Linked DNA regions of Sus scrofa: regions 1 and 3 are each linked to region 2. Evidence: chromatin contacts called from public HiChIP or PLAC-seq and promoter capture Hi-C data. All regions are on one chromosome and are shown on one strand. Each heading gives the region's core, a stretch centred on a gene start, on an enhancer-like site or on the middle of the called end of the contact. The rest is flanking DNA. Distances are from core to core; before and after follow the strand shown.

The links. Promoter capture Hi-C pulls out the DNA fragments that hold promoters and counts their contacts. HiChIP or PLAC-seq counts read pairs in DNA pulled down with a chosen protein or histone mark.
Region 1: a promoter capture Hi-C map of fetal liver shows a contact between it and region 2, with 2.6 times the contacts expected there. The contact joins the promoter of POMGNT1 here to the promoter of GPBP1L1 in region 2. A contact is called at or near these places in 1 of 5 promoter capture datasets (fetal liver) and 1 of 2 datasets of contacts at active chromatin or transcription factors (alveolar macrophages).
Region 3: an H3K27ac HiChIP or PLAC-seq map of alveolar macrophages shows a contact between it and region 2. The contact joins the promoter of LOC100511937 here to the promoter of GPBP1L1 in region 2. A contact is called at or near these places in 2 of 5 promoter capture datasets (fetal skeletal muscle and liver) and 2 of 2 datasets of contacts at active chromatin or transcription factors (alveolar macrophages and skeletal muscle).

The regions. Positions count from the first base shown.
Region 1 is chr6:165,211,116-165,215,693 of Sscrofa11.1, forward strand. POMGNT1 (protein O-linked mannose N-acetylglucosaminyltransferase 1 (beta 1,2-)) reads left to right here and starts at 2,315. Exons shown (of 21, transcript NM_001078669.1): 1 at 2,315-2,478; 2 at 3,078-3,192; 3 at 3,321-3,439; 4 at 4,332-4,397; 5 at 4,488-4,578. The coding sequence starts at 2,359.
Region 2 is chr6:165,707,462-165,712,491 of Sscrofa11.1, forward strand. GPBP1L1 (vasculin-like protein 1) reads left to right here and starts at 1,503. Exons shown (of 12, transcript XM_021096736.1): 1 at 1,503-1,735. TMEM69 (transmembrane protein 69) reads right to left here and starts at 1,522. Exons shown (of 3, transcript XM_021096737.1): 1 at 1,385-1,522.
Region 3 is chr6:165,264,891-165,269,981 of Sscrofa11.1, forward strand. It overlaps LOC100511937 (phosphatidylinositol 3-kinase regulatory subunit gamma), which reads left to right and starts at 3,370. Exons shown (of 10, transcript XM_013999442.2): 1 at 3,370-4,492. The coding sequence starts at 4,387.

The DNA of each region.
Region 1 (4,578 bases), core at 1,065-3,564, 500 kb before region 2:
CTGGAGAGAGATGCGGAGTCGAGGGTGACTCCCAGTTATGTGACCTGATGACATTCACGGAGGACGGGAACCCAAGGAGAGGACTGAGAGTGGGAAGGGATGATTCCAGCAGGAGTTGTGTTGAGTTGGAGGGTTTGTGAAAACGTCCGTCTGGCAGTTAGACACACAGGTCAGCCTGGCGCTCAGGAGAAAGGCTAAGGGTGCAGATGTTAGTTCAGGAATCTAGATGGTCAGAGAGGTCATGAGAGTGGGTGCAATTTTCTTTGGAGAGTGAGTTTGAGGAGAGAAGAGGGCCAGGGGGGAACCCCGAGGGACACCTTTTTAAAATCCTAGTAAAATACATTGGGTTTTCTTCTGTTCTAATAAGTACATATTAAGAGAAATCACCGATTGCTTCAACTGTTAACATTTGGGGGATACAGCCCCACCCTTTTAGGAAGAAGACGGAATATGGAGAGCTAAAAAAAAAAAAAAAAAAAAAAAACTAACGGGTCTTCTGGCTTCCTCTGCCTCCTTTCAATCCGTTATCCACAAAACAGTAAAGGTTCTCTTAAATTGGATTACATTGCTTCCCTGCCTAAAACCGTGCCATGGCTACCCACGCACTTCAAATAAATATCACCATCACCTGGAAACTTTTTAGAAATGTAGAATTCTGCTCTGCCCCAGACTTCTGAATCAAAAGCTCTTAAGAACGGGACCGGCAATTTTTTTTTTGTTTTTTTTTTGTCTTTTTTTTCTATTTCTTTGGGCCGCTCCCGCGGCATATGGAGGTTCCCAGGCTAGGGGTCTAATCGGAGCTGTAGTCCCCGGCCTACACCAGAGCCACAGCAACGCAGGATCCGAGCCGCGTCTGCAACCTACACCACAGCTCACGGCAACGCAACGCCGGATCGTTAACCCACTGAGCAAGGGCAGGGACCGAACCCGCAACCTCATGGTTCCTAGTCGGATTCGTTAACCACTGCGCCACGACGGGAACTCCCGAACCGGCAGTGTTTTAACAAGCCCTCCAAGTGATTGTGAGGCAAGCTAACGTGCGAGAACCTGTGTGTTAAGCTCAGTGCTTTGCAGGAGTTAAACTCTGTGTTATTCTTGTCAGTCCAGCGAGGGCTTCAGAGTGGAATCTGGGGCCAGTCTGCCTGGGTGGGAATTCCAGCGCTCCCACCTTTGTGATGATCCTGGGCCTCCTTTTCCTTGTCTGTCAGGGTGGGATGGGGGAGCACCTCGCTGCAGGACAGGATGGAGCTGCTCTGGAATCCAGCGAGTTAATAAGGTGCTTCCTTAGAACAGGGGCTGCATAGAGGGAGCGCCGTATAAGGAGCGCTCCTCCTTCCCCAGAGAAGGGGACCCAGGCTGAGACGTGCACCGACTGGCCCAAGGGCTAAGCGGGTGGTAGAAGGAGGTTTTCAATCGCCCCTGGTCTCCAAAGGCCGCGCCCGCTCCAGCCTCGCCTGGGCCAGGGGAAGGGGCGGCCGGGGCCGGGGCCTGCAGCCCCTCCGACCCTGCCGCGCCCGGCGCTCTCGCCCAGGTTTGCCGGGTGGGGGGAGAGCGCTGCCCTCCTCCAGCGGCCCGCCCGGCCCGCCGGCCGCGTAAGGGCGCGGACAGGCGGCACCGCCGGGCCGCAGACGCCCGCGGCCGCCCTAAGCGCCGCCCTCTCACCCCGCGGCGCGCGCGGCGGCGGCGGCGGCGGCGGAAGCGGGGGGGCGGGCCGGCCGGGCGGGGCGGGGCCGCGAGCGGCATGGAGGAGGCGGAGGCCGCGCCGCGCCGGGCCGAGCCGTGCGGGCCCAGCGGGGGCCCCAGCGGGGGCCGGGCCTCCTGAGCCGTGAGTGTCTCCGGGTCGGAGTCCGGGAGCGGTGGCGGGGGCCCCGGCGGGTCCCCCGATGCTGGGGCGGCCCGAGCCCTGGGAGGGGAAAGCGAGCCGGAACGCAGGGGCCGAGGGCGTCAGGGGGTGGAGAGAGGTGCGGGGGCGCGGGGATTCGCTGCCCCTCGCTCACCCCAGGCCTGCGAAGGCCAGGGCTCTGATCGCTTTAGGCGGCGATGGGCCTGGAGAATCGATTCTTCGGCTTCCACCGCCGGGGCCAGGGCCTCCCCCCACCCCCCAGTTCCCCCTGCCCCGGGGGAGTTTCCAGGTGCTCGGACTCCTCTGAAGGTTTCTTCTCCGCAGAGAAGTTAAGCCACTTCCCCCAGGTCACCCAGCATGGACGCCTACAGGGAGGAGTTACTGGGAGGTCCTCCCTCGTCTCTCCAGGAAGCACCCGACTTTGGGCGGCACACCTCACCCCACGCGACCCTCTGGTCTCCTCAGATTCCTGAAGGAATGGGTTGGCCGGGACGGTGGTGACCCTCCAATCAGGCATGGACGACTGGAAGCCCAGCCCCCTCATCAAGCCCTTTGGGGCTCGGAAGAAGCGGAGCTGGTATCTTACTTGGAAGTATAAACTGACCAACCAGCGGGCCCTGCGGAGATGCTGTCAGGTACAGAGGGGTCCCAGACCTTCCAGGGGCTCCCTGCCAGCTTTCCCCCAGCCTAGACTATGGGCACTGGGACCTCCCTGGGCTGCCCCCACTCTGGAGAGAGGCGGCAGCTTCCTGGAAGGGAGACCTCTTGGTGTCATGTCCCTTCCAGGTAGTGGGTCAGGCCCAGCGTTCTGGAATCAGAACCCAAGGACAACCGCCTAGGCTTCTGACAAACCTGAAGCCGGATGGGGGAGGATCGGGGCACACACCTCTCAGGCAGCAGGGCTATAGGACCCAGGGTTTCAGATCCCCAGCGTGGCCCACCTCTAGGAGCTGATGGTGGAGGGGAGCAAGGAGAGCAAGGCCTCCAGTGGAAGAACACAGGACCCCTGGGTAGGGAGCCCCTGGCACAGGGGGAAGGGCCAGGGGAGGGTCCCTGCAGAGGGCGGTTATGACACAGGACTGTGGTCTGGGGAACAGCCGGCCAGGCAGACGGAGGAGGCGCAGACCCCAGGTTTTCCCCGTATCATCGATTCAGCCAGAGCCCTCCTTTCAGGAAGGCCTGCAGCGATCTGGAGGGGGTGCCCCTCTTTAGTCATCCCCACCCCGCCCCTCAGACAGGCGCTGTGCTTTTCCTACTGGTGACCGTCATTGTCAACATCAAGTTGATCCTGGACACGCGGCGAGCAATCAGCGAGGCCAGTGAAGACCCAGAGCCGGAACAAGACTATGGTCAGGCCAGAGGACGGATTGGATGGGGGGGGGTGTCCCCCCAGGGCCCTACGGCTGAACTGGCGGGCAGATCCCAAGGGACGAAACTCTGCGGGAGGGGCGATCTCCATGACCTCTTGCACCCCCAGATGAGGCGCTGGGCCGATTGGAGCCCCCACGGCGCAGAGGCAGTGGCCCCCGACGGGTCCTGGATGTGGAGGTATACTCAAGCCGCAGCAAAGTGTATGTGGCAGTGGACGGCACGACGGTGAGTGGCCGGGGTCTGGTGTCCAGTCACTCCATCCTGCTCAGGCTGTGGTCCGCTGGCTCTGGGTCCCCTGCCCGCGTGGGAACTGAGCCGCTTCCAGTCTCCAGCGGTGCCTTTGGAAGTCCCAGGTCCTCTTCTGTAGGTTTCTCCTTGGCAGGATGTGAAGTGTGTCATGTATGGTGAGATATTATCAGACGTGGTCATTAGGGAGTTCCCGTTGTGGCGCATCGGAAATGAATCCGACTAGTGTCCATGAGGACGTGGGTTCCATCCCTGGCCTCACTCGGTGGATTAAGGATCCGGGGTTGCCGTGAGCTGAGGTGTAAGTCGCAGATGTGGCTTGGATCCCGAGTTGGCTGTGGCTGTGGCGTAGGCTGGCAGCTGTGGCTCCAGTTCTACCCCTCGTCTGGGAACTTCCCTAGGCTTCAGGTGCGACCCTAAAAAAGCAGAAAGTGATGCGATCGATCGTTAGGATTAGTAGGCCGTTAAGTCATTGACGTATTTACTTCATAACTACTGCCTGGTCCCTTCTCCGGCCTCAGCTTTGTCCTGAGCCCTGGGACCTGGGAGGTAGTCAGACCTGGCCCTGCTTTGAGGGGCTCGATCTGCTGGACTGTGATGGCTCCAGCAGGAGGCGGGGGATAGGGCTCTAAGAGCCCCGGAGGCTGTGGAGGGGAGGGCTGCAGGAAGACGCGTGATCTCTTTTGAGGGGATGCCGAGGAGCTTCCCGGAAGACGTGGCCTTCAAGCTGGGTTGAGAGAGAACTGTGTGACAGGGCTTTGGCAGGAGGGGAGGTTTCGTTTCATGCAACTGATTTTTAAGTGCCCGTGAGACAGACAGACCTTGAATGCAACATCTAGAAGAGTTGGATCTTGTCTTTGCTGCTCTGTAGGTGCTGGAGGATGAGGCCCGGGAGCAGGGCCGGGGCATCCATGTCATCGTCCTCAACCAGGCCACGGTGAGATTCTGGGGGAAAAGGACATAGGGGGCCAAAGCTGAACCCTCCCTGCTGGTGACATTGACTCACGAGAGCTGCATCCCCTGCCAGGGCCATGTGATGGCAAAGCGTGTGTTTGACACATACTCGCCTCATGAGGATGAAGCCATGGTTCTCTTCCTCAACATGGTGGCGCCTGGCC
Region 2 (5,030 bases), core at 253-2,752:
GAACCATGAGGTTGCAGGTTCGATCCCTGGCCTCGCTCAGTGGGTTAAGGATCTGGCGTTGCTGTGAGCTGTGGTGTATGGGTCACAGACACAACTCAAATCCCGAGTTGCTGTGGTTCTGGCGTAGGTTGGTGGCTACAGCTCCAATTCGACCTCTAGCCTGGGACTTCCATACGGGTGCGGCCGAAGAAAAAAAGACAAAACACTGAAAGTCATATAGCTTCTCTGCTTTTTTTTTTTTTTTCCCTTAAGGTATGTTTTGGGGCTTTGTAGTTTACAGCTCAAAGTAATGATAGTAGCAATCAATACAATTTAGCAGGCACTGTAACTATGTGTTTTATATGCACTAACTCATTCAATACAATGACCTCATCAACTTGGTGCTGGAAACAGTATTGCCTGTTAAGTTAGAGTGCAGACTTGAGTCAAATAATCTGGTTTGGAATCCTGGCTCCAACATAGTATTAGCTATATCACTTTGGACAAATTATTTAAGCTGGCTATGGTGCAGTTCACTCATCTACAAGGCTTATAATAACTACATAGGGTCTTTGTATTTTTAAAAAAAAAAAAAAGTCAATACATGTAAAGAGCTGACAACTGTTCCTAACACAAAGTAGGCACTCAAAAAATATTAGCTATTATTCCCACCTTACACAATATAAGCAGCCCAGTAAGTGGCTGTGTGAAAATATGAATCTACATCTATCATGTTTACATGAGTTCCATTCTTAACCAGAAGAATGAGGTGTCTAAAAATCCAAACCCCACAGTTGCTGCTTGATTAAAAAACTTGGTGAACTAATTTCTTGACTACAGATCTTAGGGCTGGGTCAAGAAATTCTGTACACCAGCCAGTCAGTGTCTTCATTCTATGAATAAGGAAGCAAGCAGGACGTTTATCTCTGGCCTCTGAGCAGAGGTTAGATAACACACATCTACTCCTGACTCCCAGACACACGTATCCGCATGGCCCACACATTCACCTTTGTTCAAAATCACCCCATTAAAAAGCTTAATGCTCCCTCAACCTTTCGAACTTTCTATGCAAGGTGACATGTGCTTCCCATCTCAAGAGTATTGAAGCGAAAAAGTGACACCCTAAAAGCCTGAGGACGGCAACTGGTGAGGGGTTTAAAGGACAAAGCCCCAAGTGTTAATCTGCTCAATTTTGGTGAAAAAGCTCAAGGTTTCCACTGCCTCAAATATAAGAGTTGCAAAATGCAAGTCTCAGCGCCGACAGCAGAGAAAAGGGAAGGCGGGGTCTGGATGCAAAGATCCTCGGGAAACTGTGCCCAACTGTGCCTGCGGTTTCAGTTTTACTCTGAAGGCTTGGTGCCCCCCTTTCCCAACCTGCACTGGTCGCAGCAGCGCTGTTACTTACTTGCCAGCGTCGCGCGGGGAGGTGGAAAGCTGAGCTGCAAGATTGGCCAGGCTCTCTGGAAAAAGCACTTCCGGCAAGTGGGGGTTATTAGCCTCCCACTTCCTGGGAGCCGGAAAAAAATCAGTCCGGCTGGAGACCTAACCACCCCTAACTGGTTCCCAATTCCAGGCTTTCTGTCTTGGACTCTAACATCTTGATTCTAGTGAAAGCCGGCTTTGGAATTCTTAGGGCATCTGAACGGTCCTTGCCTTTCTATTCCAGGTTTCCCAGCCAGAAGAATCTGCTCCGCAGAGTTCGGGAAGGTGGAGTGAAACTACTGGAACCATCTCAGAGTGATGGTGGTGGAGCAAGGTAGGAGAGATTTGGAGTCTAGGCCAAGTATGACTTGGCCAAATTGCTTGCTATCTCTGGAATTCATTTTTTTACTTTGCGTAACAACAAAGTTTCTAGGATCAACGGGGCACATCTCCCTTCTCATTGGGGTCCTGAACTAATACTAGCTAAGAAAACAAACACCTGTTTCCACTTCATTTTCTTTGCTGCTAACTGAAAACTTAGTTAAGAAATAAAAAGCACCGGGGCAGGACTTTCACTTCCATGAAAGACGTGGTAAGAGTCTTGGGCTTGAGGGTGACCCGGAAGTTAGATTATTCCTCCTGTCGCTCTCCGCTTTAACTTTTGTTTGTGAGCTAGGTGACCTTGAGCAAGTCCCTTCCCTTCTCTGAGCTTCAATTTCAGTCTGTCATCGGGAGTTCCCGCTGTGGCACAGCTGGTTAATGACCCCACTTGTCTCTGTAGAGGTGCCAGTTGGATGCCCAGCCCACTGCAATGGGTTAAGGATCTCTCCTTGCTGCAGCTATGGCGTAAGTCGCAGCTCTGGCTCGGAATGAATCCCTGACCAGAGCACTTTCCTACGCCGCGAGTGCGGCTGGAAAAAAAAAAAAAAAAGGAAGCACCACTAGACGTATCTGTCTGAAGACAATGGGAGACCTGAACCGGCCCAGGATGGCCAGTTTCACATTCCTCCAGATTCTATGTAGTCTAGCTTCCTGGTTACCAGCTCTCTCAAGGTTTAGCTTCGCGTGCAGAACGGGCTCACAGCACATTCTTCCTGATGCTAACCCCTTCCAGCCGCTATCGGCTTTCACTTTTATTTCCTCCTCCGTCATGGCAGCGCCGCCCCTTCCCGTTACGCGACACCCAATGAAACTTTGGGTCAGAGAAACAGCTTCTCCGCCCTGGCACGGGAGCAGACTCAGACCCGAAATCCTCCCGGTGCTGGGACAGGGGCGTGACGCCAGCGGTCGGGCGGAACTAGCACTCCCAGTGGGCAACGCCTCGGGCCCAGCCGCGCAGGACTCCAGAGCCCGGCAGCGAGGCCCGCTGGGGGCTGGAGTCTTAGCGACGCGCGCGCACGTGGAAGGCAGGAGCCGAAAGTGGGAAGGGGTCGGCAAACACACACGCCTACCGGTGAGCACCTGTAGAGGTAGTTCGGAGAGGCGTGCTTCCCCAGAGGTGGGGTGTGCAGGACGAAGGGGCGTGTTGAAACGGGCACACCGTACACACCCACCCACTCGTTCGCACGCGCCCAGGCCCGAGTGTCGGGAGAGGCAATGGAAGGGGAGTATCAAACCCAGTTGATCTCCGCCTCTAAGGCGGCGCGCGGAAAAGCAGGGTTCTCCCCTGCAGAGGGGCGGGGGCGACCGGGCACGGCCGCAAGCCGCTGCGGAGGGAGGGCTGGGGGCGGGGCGAGGGACAACCGCTGTTCTCGCGGCCGCACGTTGGCGCTCGGAGCGCCGGCGGCGGTCGCCCGAGCAGCGCCCGTGCGCGTGCGCGCCTGTGGGCGGGGCAAGCGAGGGGGCGTGTCAGAGGCGGGGCCGGGCGGGGGGGCCGGGCTGGCCTTCGCTCCTCCCCCTGCGCCCGCTCTGCCCCTCCTGGGCCGTGTGGGCCGGGCAGCCATTTTGGGAAGAGCTTTGTTATGGTTGTGGGCTCTTCACCTCCGCGGGAGCAGGAAGCGGGGGACGCGCCCTGAGACGCCGCGACTGGCCCCTAGCTGGAGCTCCGCGGCTGCCCGGTGAGTGCGCGTTGCGGACACCTGGGCGGGGGGGGGATCTCGCGTCGTCCGGCGCGGGCCTCCGCCCGGTCCCCGACCGAGCGGCTGTTGCAGCAAGTTGCGGGAGGCTCTCACACAGGTGGTTGGGTGTAGGTCGGTCCGGGGAGCCGGGGGCGAGCCCACGCGTCGTGCGGTTCCGACGCCGCACCTCGCCCGGCGCGGGCAGCCGTGCCCGCGAGCGTCGGCGCGGCTCCGCCTGAGCGCTCCCGCTTCAACTTCGGTCTTGGGGTCGCCGTGCTCACCTGCGGCTCCCTGGCTCCCCTCCAGGCGGTCCGTCTCGGTGGTGGCTCAGCAGCCTGGTGCCCGGGTGTCTCTTTCTTCCCTTCCTAAGTGAGCGCCGAGGGCTTTTGTTTTCCAGGGATGGAAAGTCTAAGGAAGAAAGCGAGTGAGGCAAACGTGGGGTCTTTGCGGGGAAACGGAGAGCTTTGCCTCCCTCCCCCACTTGCCCCGTGTCCCGCTGCCTCTGGGCAGCGAGGTGTTTTCGTTCATTTCGATTCCGTCTGTCCAGCACCTTTCCTTTCGGGGGCGGCGGGGGGGAAAGGCTGGTCCATCTCGAAGTCTCCTACCGAGGACTTTTTTTTTTTCCTTTCTGTTTAACATCTACCTCTCCCCACCCCCATGAAATTCAAAAGAAAGGCTGAATCTAAAATGGCTGTAGCTTGGGGAAGTGCCCTGAGCTTGGTAACTTAAATACGCTAACAGGTCTTAAATTCTGAGTTGTTTCTCCTACGGGGACAACTACTGGATCTTTAGATCTTGCAGTTCGTGTCTTATCTTGAAGAATTTGCTAGGCGAAAACTAAGGTGAGGCTGAAGAAGTTTGCTTACTCCAAAAGTTTACATAAGAGTGGGTGTGGTGTTGATTGTTTTTTTATTTTTTTTTTTTTGTAGTTGCTTATAGTTTTTAAATTGTGCTGTGGTGGTAATTTTATCAGCCAACTATGCTCCGAGGTTGGTTTATCCTATTTGTTGAAATATTTGCTCTTTGATATTTATTGCTTATAAGGAAAAAATGAAGTTGGTGATGGCTCATGTTTTTAGTTTAGTAACATAAGTCACCTTCTCTGTAAGTCCCATCCAAAAGTAAACTGATTGGTAGTCTTCAGTAGACTTAGATTTGTAGTTTTGGTCGATTGCTGGACTTTTCTAAGGTCTTTTATGTGTAATGCTTGAAAGAGATCAGAGTGCTGTTAAGTTTGGGGTATTTATTAGAAGAGTGTAAACAAACTTTACATGTGGAGTGTCTCATGGTTGTGCCCTTTCAAACAAAAGGCTGTCTTTTTGTTTGCTGTTTTTCGTTGTGTTTTTTTTTTTTAAACCATTAGATCCAGAAGTTTAACTGAAAACAAAAAGGCATAGAATGGAAACCAAAAACAGTTAACTTCAGTATTTGGGAAGATGCTTGAGTTTCAAGTTGCAGTCTGTCTAAAAGATAAAATAATAAAATGGTAATTGTGAATGAAAATTTTGGAATTAATAGTAAAATAAACTGTCTTCTTTCCCTAGGAGTCAGTTTCAGTTTACCTTTCTACAT
Region 3 (5,091 bases), core at 2,120-4,619, 440 kb before region 2:
CTTCTGTGAAAACTACACATTCATCTAATGTCATAATTTCTCAATGCCTTGGGCTGAGATGATTGACCCTACCATGGTTTTCCAAGATTTAGGAAAGATGTAGAGGAGAGAGAAAATATTGCAAGTGCCACGTAAAAGGAATATCATTCTGAAAATATAAAAAATGAAGATATTAGATAGTGCTTTCTCAAGAGATGACTATCAATTCCCAGGAGAGCTGTCTTTCTAGAGGACCCCCTGCACTGCTGTCTTTACATTGTGAAGGCAAACTTTACATCAAAACATCAAAATGCAATACATGCCCATCTTGTAAGGCATGTGGCTGGTGAGGTCCTGAAATCTGCAACTGATAATTTGTAGCGTTTTCTTGGACTCCTATTTATTAAGTGAGTTTATTTAGCTGTGCGGACTTGGCCTTATCACGAGACAAGTGGTCAAGGGAAGATAATGAGAAAGGGAAAAAAAAGAGGGGATTGAGTCCTCCTCCAAAGGCTAAAGCCAGTCCTGGTGTTAAAGCTAGTGACCTTAAAAAAGTAATAAAAGTATGTTTCCATTTTTCAAGGCTTTTAAAAAATACTGTGTGCTCAGATGGCACCTTTAATCACGAAGAACTTTTGGCTGAGTTCCAGGCTGATTCTGCTGGCACAGAGAGCTCTGAGATCATACCCTATATTCAGTGCACAGAAGAAATATTTCATCCATCTCTGAAATAAAGAGGGGAAATAAGCATATTTGAACTGTTTCATAGCAAGACCAGACTGGGGTGAAAAGCGAAGGACACTGTCCATTTGGAGTTACAGAAAGGTACTATCAATTCAAAGTACCTATGCGGCTTTTTTTGTTTTTGTTTTTGTTTTTTGTTTTTCATTCTCAGAGTGTTTCACAATGAACTAAGAAGCTTGCCTAAATCTGAAGGCAATCTCCAATTTCATAGATATATAAATGAAGGCAGATTTGCTGATTTACCTAAGACGAAATTAAAAAAAGAAGGGAGGAAAATGGGGGAAAAGCCTCCCAAAAAACCCCCCAAAACAACAACTCCCAAAGTAGCAGGTTATGACCTAGGAGTTTGAGCTCTCAGAGCTGAATTTAATCCACACCCAGGCCAAATATAATTCTCCAGGATGGAACTGGTCCAGGGCACCAGAGCTAACATTCTCTACCTTCGCCAAAGAGCCTGAGGCACTTTGGTGACAAGCAGTTGGAATCTCATTTCTGCTTCTCAACCGAAAGAAAGTAAGGCCAGCATCATTTGACAGGCCCTTCCCACCATGGCAGGGCACTGTTCAAGCCCATCCAAAGGAAGTATGCTCCCCCTTGATTCATCATGGTATCTTTCATCACTGTGATTCTTTGGGGGCCTCCTATCCAGAGGTTTATTTGTTGGACAGTTGGGTCATATGGTTTTAGAGGCCAAGATTGAATCACACAGCTTTTCTCCATGGGTTACAGTCTTGGGCACTCATTATATACTGGGCTGTTTCTTGACTACACTTCCCAAAGCCTTAGCTGTGGAAAAGGCCTGGGTGATCACTCTGTGTATTGGAAATTGAACCCCCACCATGAACTCTTGAAAAATGGTCCAGGCAAAAGCTGCTAGGGAAATCTGAAAGCCATTATCTTTTCCACACTTCCACGCTTCACCTTCATTTTGTTTGGGAATGCACAGGGACACCCGTGAAGCAAAATAAACCAACTTGCCCTTGCCTGATTGTGCTGTTTTTTTGAGTTATCAAATGTGAGTACTTCTGGCTCCCAGATATGATGAAGTAAAGAGTCTGCTGGGAAGCCAGCCACAAATCAGAGGTGATCTTCCAGCATCCTCTACCTAGAGAAATGGTTCAGGACATTCAAATTAATGTGCCCTGCCCCAAGTTGATTTGGCTTCTGAATCATATTTGGATTTCAGAAATGTAAGAAAGCAAACATATAAGAATTCTGCTGTGTTTTCTCAGCTCAACCTTGTCCATTCATTCTTCCTGGCTCTATTTAATGCATGACTTTATATCCAGTCCATACACATTTTGACTGTCTGCTCCCAGGAACTGTCTGAACTCAGAGCAGCTTTAAGGAAGGCAGAACCACTTTAGGAGGGAGAGGGTGAAACGTGGCAACTCTTCCACAGGAAAGTCAATATAGCAGAGCCACTCAGGGTAGAAGGTTTTGCTAGGGCTTAAATCAGGTTGTCAACTCGAACACAATGGGCTTTGTCATTCCTGTGTAAAGAGGAAGTGGAATAGTTTTTGGCCTCCTGAGACTGTATTGCAGGGTATGCAGAATGGCAATGACAGGCACAACCTTCAGGAGACACAGATGTGCTTTTTGGCTATTCAGTGTCCCCTAGCAAGTTAATTAGCTGTCTCTGAAGTGCGCGTAAATATTCAGCATTTTCATACCGAAGTCTATCAGTTTTAAGAATGCGGGGAGGGACTGGGTGTACGTGGAAGGGGATCTGTCGGGAAACAGAATAGAGCCCTTTCAGCGAGGGATCCCAAAACAGGTGATCTCAGAAATCACACACATGCTGTAAATGCAAGGCATTTTTTCTTTCTTTAACACTCCACGATTCATTTCAGCTGTCGGGAGTTCCCTCTGGGTTCAAAAGTCCTGGGGTGGAAAGCGCAGAACTGCGAAATACCTCCTGAAGAAGAGAAGCCGCGACTGGGCTCAGTGAGCGGCCGGGGACAGTTGCACTGGGCCCATCCTCTGAGCGATAACAATCCTGCAAGTGGGCTTGGGGACCTTTGTTTTATGTGACAACTTATCGCGGGGGGATGAGGAGGGCTGTCCTTGCACCGGGAAGAGGTCCGTAGGGAGGAACTCTATCCAGGGACCTCCTATAAGGACCAGAAGAACGCGCGTCCTGCCAAGTGACAGCACGAGCCCGTCTCCGTCCGCTCCCCTCCCCCGCGGCCAGTCTCCGGGCAGAGCTGTCCCGCGCCAGCCAGTCCTCCCCGCCTCGACTACTCGTCCCAGCGGACCGAGCCTCAGCGGGAGCCCCGCCTGTCTCCGGGCAGCTCGAGGCCCCGAGCGCTCGCCCAGCCTGTCAGTAACCGCCGTTTGCGCTTTCTTCTTTTTTTTCTCCTCCTCTTTTCTTTCCCCCTTCTGCCTTTGTCCCGCTTAGTAACTGGGCTCCAACCAATCGCCGTCTCACCGGCCGGCGCCGGCTAGCTTCTGATTGGCCCGCTTGGGCGCGCAGCCGTCTCCCGCTCCTCCGCTGGAGCAAGGCAGACAAAAGACGCAGGCTCCAGGCTCCGGCAACCAGGCTCAGCCAATCACCAGCCACCTCAACCTCTCTTCCCCCCTCCTCTCCCCTCTCCTCCGCGCCCCGCCCGCCTCGCGTGCTCCCGGCACTGACTCCGGGCGTGCGGCCAGCGCCCGGGCCCTACCATTCTGATTGAGGCTAGGGGGTGGGAGGATGGAGGCTTCAGGAGCTGAGGACTAGGGAACGGTGAGGAGAGTTGACAGCCGAGGAGGAGGACAGCTTTCTGTACATTCTCTCAGGCACCTGACAGAAGCCCCAACAATTCGAGGCCGGGCAGCGTGGAAGGAGCAGGGGTGATGTGGCCCGTTCCCCCTGCTCAGCGCGATTGGGTGGCGCCTCAGCGGGGGAGCGTGGGGGCGGGGGAGGGTGTCCCCCTCCGCGCCGTTAAAATGAAACTCTAGTGGCTGGAGTCAGGGCAGAGCGTGAGGGGAGCCAGCGCTGGCTGGTTTGCTTTTAACCCGGCGGGAGCGCTCGACAGAGCAGAGCTAACTGGACTCTCGGACGGCCCCCATCCCGAGGCTGCAGCAGCTTCGGTTCCAAGCCCGACCGCAACCGAGCCCGAGTCCCGGCCCCTGAGGGGATCTCTCCCTGCAGACCAGTGGGACCCCGAAACTTGAACGCAATACCCAACCCCCTTTTTATGCCCCCCCCCCGCCCGTCACTTCCCCACCTCTCTCCCAAGCGTTCTTTTTTTTTTTCCCCCCTCTCCATTCCCCCTCCTTCGAAGGACACAAAAGTGGTTTCCTCGGAAGAATTTGGAGGCAATGAGAGCTTTTCTCTTTGGAGAGCAAGTGTGTAGAAGAGATTTTTGGGAAGCCGCTTTTTAGCACCTCTGCCCTCCCCCCCCAAACCTCTCTGTACCTCTCGGAGGAGAAGAGCCCACAGACTGAACGTTGGGGGCGGGGGGCATTTTGCTCGTTGCCGGAGGAGGAGCGGGGGAGAGGACAGGACCCCCGTCCTCGTCCTGGCAGTTGGCTGGACTTGTACCGGCCGTTGGAAACGCCGAAGTATATTTCCGAGTGGGACTTTGACAGAGAGAGAGAGATGTTAGATTTTTAAATAGCAGATAAAAGTATCTATGCTTTCTATATATTTCCTGACGACCTGCCCGTGACAGCGCGATGTACAATACCGTGTGGAGTATGGACCGCGATGACGCAGACTGGAGGGAGGTGATGATGCCCTATTCGACAGAACTGATATTTTATATTGAAATGGATCCTCCAGGTACTTGGGAGAAAGAGAGAATCTTGCGATGGGTCTGATTTGTGTTTAACAAGACCTTGGTGATGTTTTCAGGGCAGAAGTATTCTTGGGTGCGCTGGGTGCGGGATGAGGGGCAGATTTGCAGTTGGAGCTGCAGTAAAGCTGCTTCTGGTTTACACGCTTAAAGTTTGCAGTTAGGACCCCGATCCTATTGTCCTGAGAGGGTGGGGGTGGGGGCCTGGGGTGGGGGTGGGAGGAGAGATCCGTTTCTTTTACTTCTTCGCCTTTGCTGGTCGTTCGGGTTTTTGTCTTGCCCCCCCCCCCGTCTTTTTCTTTTTCTTTTTTTTTTTTTTTTCAATTAAAGATTCTTCTACCTGCAAAGGATGCTTTGTATCCCAGTCTTGAAGTCGGTCTTTCCCTTTGAGGAAATCCTTTAAGGCTTGTCATTTCATTCGTTTGTCTGTTTGGTTCGCTATGTTTTACCTTCGTTAACTTCTGAAACAGGGTTGCCTATGTGATTATTCGTTTTGAGGGACCCCCCCCCCTTTTTCTCTCACGGAAACCAAATGCCGGTTAGTGATTTTCAGGGATTGGGCGTTTTTATTCAGTCACGGCCTTAC